Regions from separate parts of the Zea mays genome. Here region 1 is linked to region 2. The links are chromatin contacts, called in public Hi-C maps. All regions are on one chromosome and are shown on one strand. Each heading gives the region's core, a stretch centred on a gene start, on an enhancer-like site or on the middle of the called end of the contact. The rest is flanking DNA. Distances are from core to core; before and after follow the strand shown. Region 1 holds the start of LOC111043195. Region 2 holds the start of LOC100283832 (transcription regulator).

Region 1 (3,020 bases), core at 221-2,720, 190 kb before region 2:
ATAAAACTGAATTCATTGATAACCAAAGCAAAATAATTTTTTTAAAATACACATATAATAATTGTCAATATTGAAGTGAACTAAATAATAATATCAATATCTAATTAAATGGTAGAACAAGTAAATAAATTAAAATAAAAATAATCAATGTTTTTGTAAGTACAGAATCATTACACGAGTAGAGATTAAAGTACGTGGACAACGATGATAACTCCTAAAAAATAGTTTATCTATCAATGTAATATGTGATAGTTAAATACATCAATTAATCAGTCGTTATTTATATAATTTTTATCAGGAAATTATACATTACATAGATAATTTGTATAAAGTAATAAATAATTAAGTAAAATCATTAAAATAATTTACAACAAGAAATATATTGGATTTATACTAAATTTAAAACACTAAACTTGATATCCATATACCGCATGTTTGGTAGACTGGGTGAATAGAGAAACTGCACCCGCGGAGTTATAAAGCAGTGTTTGTTTGGTTAGCTTCTCTATGCATCCCAACTCTAGTCATGCAAAGAAGCGACCGCAGCCAGGCTTCCGAGCGAAGCTCGCGGCGAGCGTACGCGCCCAGCCAGGCTCAGTGCATGCAGTGGCACGTATACCGAGGTATGTTTTTAGTTAGTTTTTTTGTTATATCTTCTAATTAAAAAATTTAATCACCGAACAAATTTTATATTTGTGTCCCTAACATTTTTTCGATTAAAACTAGACCATATATGTTATATAATATTTAAAGATTTATTTGTGCATTCTTCACTGGTACATGCTTTGATACATACAACCAAACGCTGTCTCAATACAGCCAGATTCAATTGAGCCAAGTAACCAAACACTAAACCTTTGCATACACTCAATCAGGCTATATATAGCCTGGCTGACTGATGCGAGCCAGGCGGACCAGTGAAACGAACCAATCACGTGGATAGTGTCTCGGAAACAAATATGAATACGGATAACTCATATGAATGTCAGCTAGTCTGGGCTTCTGGCGCTAACGACAAGACAGTACACACAAAGGAGCCATGGCACGCGTACGCACGAACGAAAGGATGCACTGGACTCACCGGGAGCTCTCCGTCGCACAAGGATGCACCATCCATCTCCTCGTCCGCGGTCCGGCCTCCGATTCCCTTCACACCTGCCCACGGAAAAGGTTAAACGCAGGGCCGCGGGCCGAGGGGAAGCGCCGTTCCATGGCCAATCTTGCGTGACACCTTCCGTGTCTTTTTGCTTCCCAAAAGTTTCGTCGCCGTGATCCGATAGGGATCCACATCAGATAGGTTCTACACGCACGCATGCATCCGCGGCCGACCAGCACATCACCATCACGCTATCGAAAGCCTCGTGCTCCGTCGTCCCCGTCTGGTGACATACCGCAGAAACAAAAAAAAAAGCAAAATCGGAGGAACCATAGAGACAGATCAAGTCACACAACAGGGCCTGCCGAAAACTGAAACGAGGTAAAGGGTCAAAAAAGGCATATGTGCATGAATACAACATGTAGTGCGAACATATAGGCCATGTGCTTACTCCACTCTCTCGTCACGGCCTCACACTGCAGAGGCTTGGACGGACGGGATGGACATGGCGCGGTACGAGTCATGCTACCGGCACTGGATCGCCGGGCAGGAGGCAGGCCTCGCCGAGCTCGAGGCGGCGTCGGCCAATGCCGCCGCGGGCCGGGCAACGGACGCCGAGCTGCGGACCGTGGTGGAGCGGTGCATGCTCGGGTACCAGGACTACGCCACCCGCAGGCGCGCGCTGTCGCGGGAGGACGGCGTCGCCTTCTTCGCCCCGCCCTGGTGCACCGCCTTCGAGAACTCCGTGCTCTGGCTCGGGGGCTGCCGCCCTTCGCTCACCGTCCGCCTGCTCTACAACCTCTCCGGGGAGGGCCTGGAGGCGCAGGTGGAGGAGCTGCTCGGCGGCCTCAGCAACGGCGTCATCCCGACCGGGGCCCTGGGGATCACGTCCGCTCAGCTGGTGCTCATCAACGACCTCCACAGCCGGACGGTGCACCAGGAGAACGCCCTGTCGGACCGGCTCGCCACCCTGCAGGAGGACATCGCCGACCGCCCGCTCCTGCCCATCGTGCGGCAGCGCGAGCTCGCTGCCGCGGCACGGTTGGGAGCTGCAGCTGCTGCCAGCGGAAGCTGCGACGGCGCGGCGCGGCGGCGGCTCAGGGCGGCCCGGCTAGGAGCCGCGGACGCCGAGGTGGACGCGGCGCTGGACAGCTACAAGGCCGCGCTGTCGCGGCTGCTGGTGGAGGCCGACGAGCTGAGGATGGCGACGGCGCGGGCGCTGGCGACGGAGATCCTGACGCCTCGGCAAGCGGTGGAGATGCTGGCGGCAGGCAAGCACCTGCACCTCTCCGTCCGCGACTGGAGCCGCCGTAGGGAAGCAGCAGCTGGCGCACAGCAACAGCTTGGCGGGCAGAGCGCCGGAACGGACAACACCGTCCGCCCGAGCACATGAAAGGCTTGCCATTCCTCGCCCTTGCCTGCAGCTAGTTAGTAGCATCCCGTGTGTAGCTTGGACACCACACAACCTCTCTAGTACCCGCCTGTCTTTCTATATAGACCGATCGATCACCATGTGCATGGCGTCCATTAATATGTACAAAGTTGGTGCTTGGTGTTTTTGTTCCTAAGAACCTAAATTAAATACCGCAGTGCTTGCATGAGTAGTTGATCTCTCTTCTTCGTTGTGCCTTTACCGTGTCTACGTCTTTCGTGAACCACACGCTCTTTATATACACCGCGTCTTCCTGCAAACCTTAGTAGAAGAAGCCGTGGCCGTCTCATCTTCTCCCTGTTTTTTTTAATCCTTGTTAATGGCTGCCGCCTGTCTGCATGGGTTGCCAATCGATGGTGGGTATAGCTGTGACTGGCTTTACTAGCAGCGAGTGGGAGGCGTTGGCCTTTCAGACACCGCACCGGCGGCGCTCACCTTTCCAGTTCCTTTTTCTGTATCCGGCCGGCGTAGCTACACGAAGACGACGACGGG
Region 2 (2,844 bases), core at 283-2,782:
AAAAAGTCCTTATATTTCTTCTAAATCAACTCAGCGTAAAATATTAAAAAGCGGTGCAGGAGATGGGGTTTGAACCCACACCCTAATTGAATAAAGATGAAAGACACTGGATGAAGATATCTAACCAATAGAACACTCAGGTGTTTATAATATTGAATATAAATTGTAAATATGTATATATGATTTTTTGTAAAAAAATCGTGTCGGGCCGGACCAGCACTACGGGCCAAGGCTACGGCTCAAGCACCGCACGACGCTCATGCCAGGTTGGTCCAGACACTATTAAATGGGTCGTGCCTCGGACCGGTTCGCCATACATGACCCATTTGACCATTTATATCTCCGCACGATAATGATGATCATCGCCTCAGTTGCCACCTCCTCGTTCATCATTCTACCTCTTTTCTCTCTCCCCTCATGCCTCCATCTCCGCGCCACCCCATTCTCGGCAGAGGGCGTAGGAACAAGCGCCTCCTCCCCGTATTGGTCCGACACCAGCCTCGACACCAACTCACGCAGTGACTATTGCACGTCCACGAGGACGTTTCACATCATGCACGCACCATCGTTTTCGCCATCGTCGGACATCCCGTCCGTCTTCCCTGCCTTCGCTCTATTCTTCCACCCTAACCTGCTGCCCCCGCCCATGGTCGCAGTCGCGAGCCGACCGACGCTCGTCGACGCGGGTACAGGGCAAGTCGGTCATGCTCTTGGCATTTCTCCGTGTGTGCCGTCGAGGAGGACATGGTGACGCCTGCCACACTTACGTTATCTTAGCGATGAGGAGTCCAGATCTGAGTATATTGGACAACTAAGGCCCGTAGCGTGGCAGCAGTCGACATATGCTATTGAGTTGGTGGTGGTGTTGTGTCGCTTCGATGGGTCCAGGGCTGGGAAGACACTCGCAGTCTCTCGCCCTTCTCGGACTGACGTCTGGTGTGAGTGCCTCTTGGTTTGGAGCTGCTCCGGATGAGCTTCTTTCTCCGCGTGCATGCTTTCTCCTATATATCTAATGGTATACTACATATGTCGCCTCCATATGCATAGGTCTTCGTCGTGTCCTTCTCCGGCAACGAACAGGTATGTCCGCCTCTTCCCTTCCCCTGATGCTCTACGAAACCTTGGAAGTAGGGGAGGCGAGGGATGGAGGTCTCTAATTTGCTGCCTATGATACCCGTGTGTTCATAAAAAATATTATGCGAAGAGTGGAGACAACCAATAAAAAATTTTAAGATCTTTTTGGTGGATAATTTATGTGGGTATTGTTGTGAGCCATCGCAACACACGAGTAACCGACTAATACAATAAACAGAAGTACAAAAATGAGTCCCTCGCGGCCTCGTCCCTTAAGCTAAGGCCCTGTTCCAATCTCGCGAGATAAACTTTAGCAGCTTTTTTTTAGCTACTTTTAGCCATTTATAATCTAAACAAGAGAGCTAATGGTGGTAATTGAAACTAAACTTTAGCACTTCAATTCATATAGCTAAAGTTTAGCAGGAAGCTAAAGTTTATCTCGTGAGATTGAAACGGGGCCTAACTTTGGCGAGTGGGCGAGCCGACCTAAAATCCTCCGCCTCCTTCCTCGCCGTTTCGGGCCTCGCCTCGTCCCCAAATCCAACCCTTCGTACTCAGTTTCCATCATTGGCATGGCGTCCGATACCGAGGGCATCGCCGCCCTCTTCTCGATGTACAACGACGACGAGGAAGAGGAGGATGCCGACGAGCCCAGCCCTCCTTTCCCAGCGCTTCCCGCCGCCGTCACCTCCTCCTCGCCGCTGTCCCCTCAAGCCGGGGCCGAGGACCCCAACCCTTCTGTGGCGCCTCCGTCACCTTCCCGTCCCGAGGAATTGGCCAGTCTCAAAACCCTAGCGAGTCCCCACCCTTCCCCGGCGCGGGGGCTGCTTCCGCCACTTCCCTCGCGGCGCTCTTCATCACCCTTTGCAGTGTCGTCCCCCTCCCCGCTACGGGGACCGTTCTTCGCGCCGCCGGCAGACCTGCCGCGCCCTCCGCGGCGCGGGGCGCTTGCAATCGTGGACTATGCGCACGACGAGACGGCTATGTCGCCCGAGCAGGAGGTAGAATCGGTGAAGTATGTGTTCAGTTATACTTTTCGTAACCTGCTGGGTTTCCTAGTTTTATGTTATTAGTATGGATTGCTTGTAGGATGGGGAGATCACGAGCAACACATACGGATTTGGCTCAGATGCTCAGGCTGCAGAGGGTAAGTTCCTAATTGTGACCATGTATACTAAGTTATATGTATGTTGCTAAGTTACAATACAACCAAAATAAACTTAGCCCAACCAGTTTGCAGAAAGATGTGTCATTTAACTAAGGATATCTGAATTGTTCTTATGTTACTTTCTATGCATGCTTGTAATTCAATTTACTTTCATGTGAATATTATGCATAGTAGCCATGCGCCCATGCCATAATTGTCCCTTACTATAGATGGCCATGAGCAAGCAGAATCATGGAATACCTCGAATTATTGTTATTCATGTGGTTAAATGTATGATGATGTCACTTTATATGCCTTAACTACAACTGGCCATGTACACATCCCCATCAACTAGCAGTTATTTTGAGATCGTGAGGGGAAACGGTCTGTTAGAATGTTACACAGTTTGTTCATGTCTGATATGGGTATTATGCAGTTAGATTTGATATATCTGACTTATTACATTTTGGTCTGCTTGACCTTGAACTGGTTTTAATGTTACACAAAGATGCTATATATAGTAATTTAGTAAGGACTGTGATCTCTTGTGCGTCATTGCAATGAAAAAGAAAGTAAATTTCTATGATAGTCAACTAGATTAGTGGACTGTTGGCTAGTGGTGT

The links. A called contact is a pair of places that touch in the nucleus more often than the background predicts.
Region 1: a contact with region 2 is called in a Hi-C map of bundle sheath, with 4 times the contacts expected there. The contact joins the promoter of LOC111043195 here to the promoter of LOC100283832 in region 2. A contact is called at or near these places in 6 of 25 Hi-C or Micro-C datasets (bundle sheath, ear, leaf and 1 more).

Annotation. Positions count from the first base shown.
Region 1 is chr3:200,707,294-200,710,313 of Zm-B73-REFERENCE-NAM-5.0, reverse strand. It overlaps LOC111043195, which reads left to right and starts at 1,470. Exons shown (of 2, transcript NM_001354580.1): 1 at 1,470-1,477; 2 at 1,579-2,697. The coding sequence starts at 1,596. The coding sequence ends at 2,489.
Region 2 is chr3:200,513,914-200,516,757 of Zm-B73-REFERENCE-NAM-5.0, reverse strand. LOC100283832 (transcription regulator) reads left to right here and starts at 1,532. Exons shown (of 8, transcript NR_181999.1): 1 at 1,532-2,089; 2 at 2,164-2,221.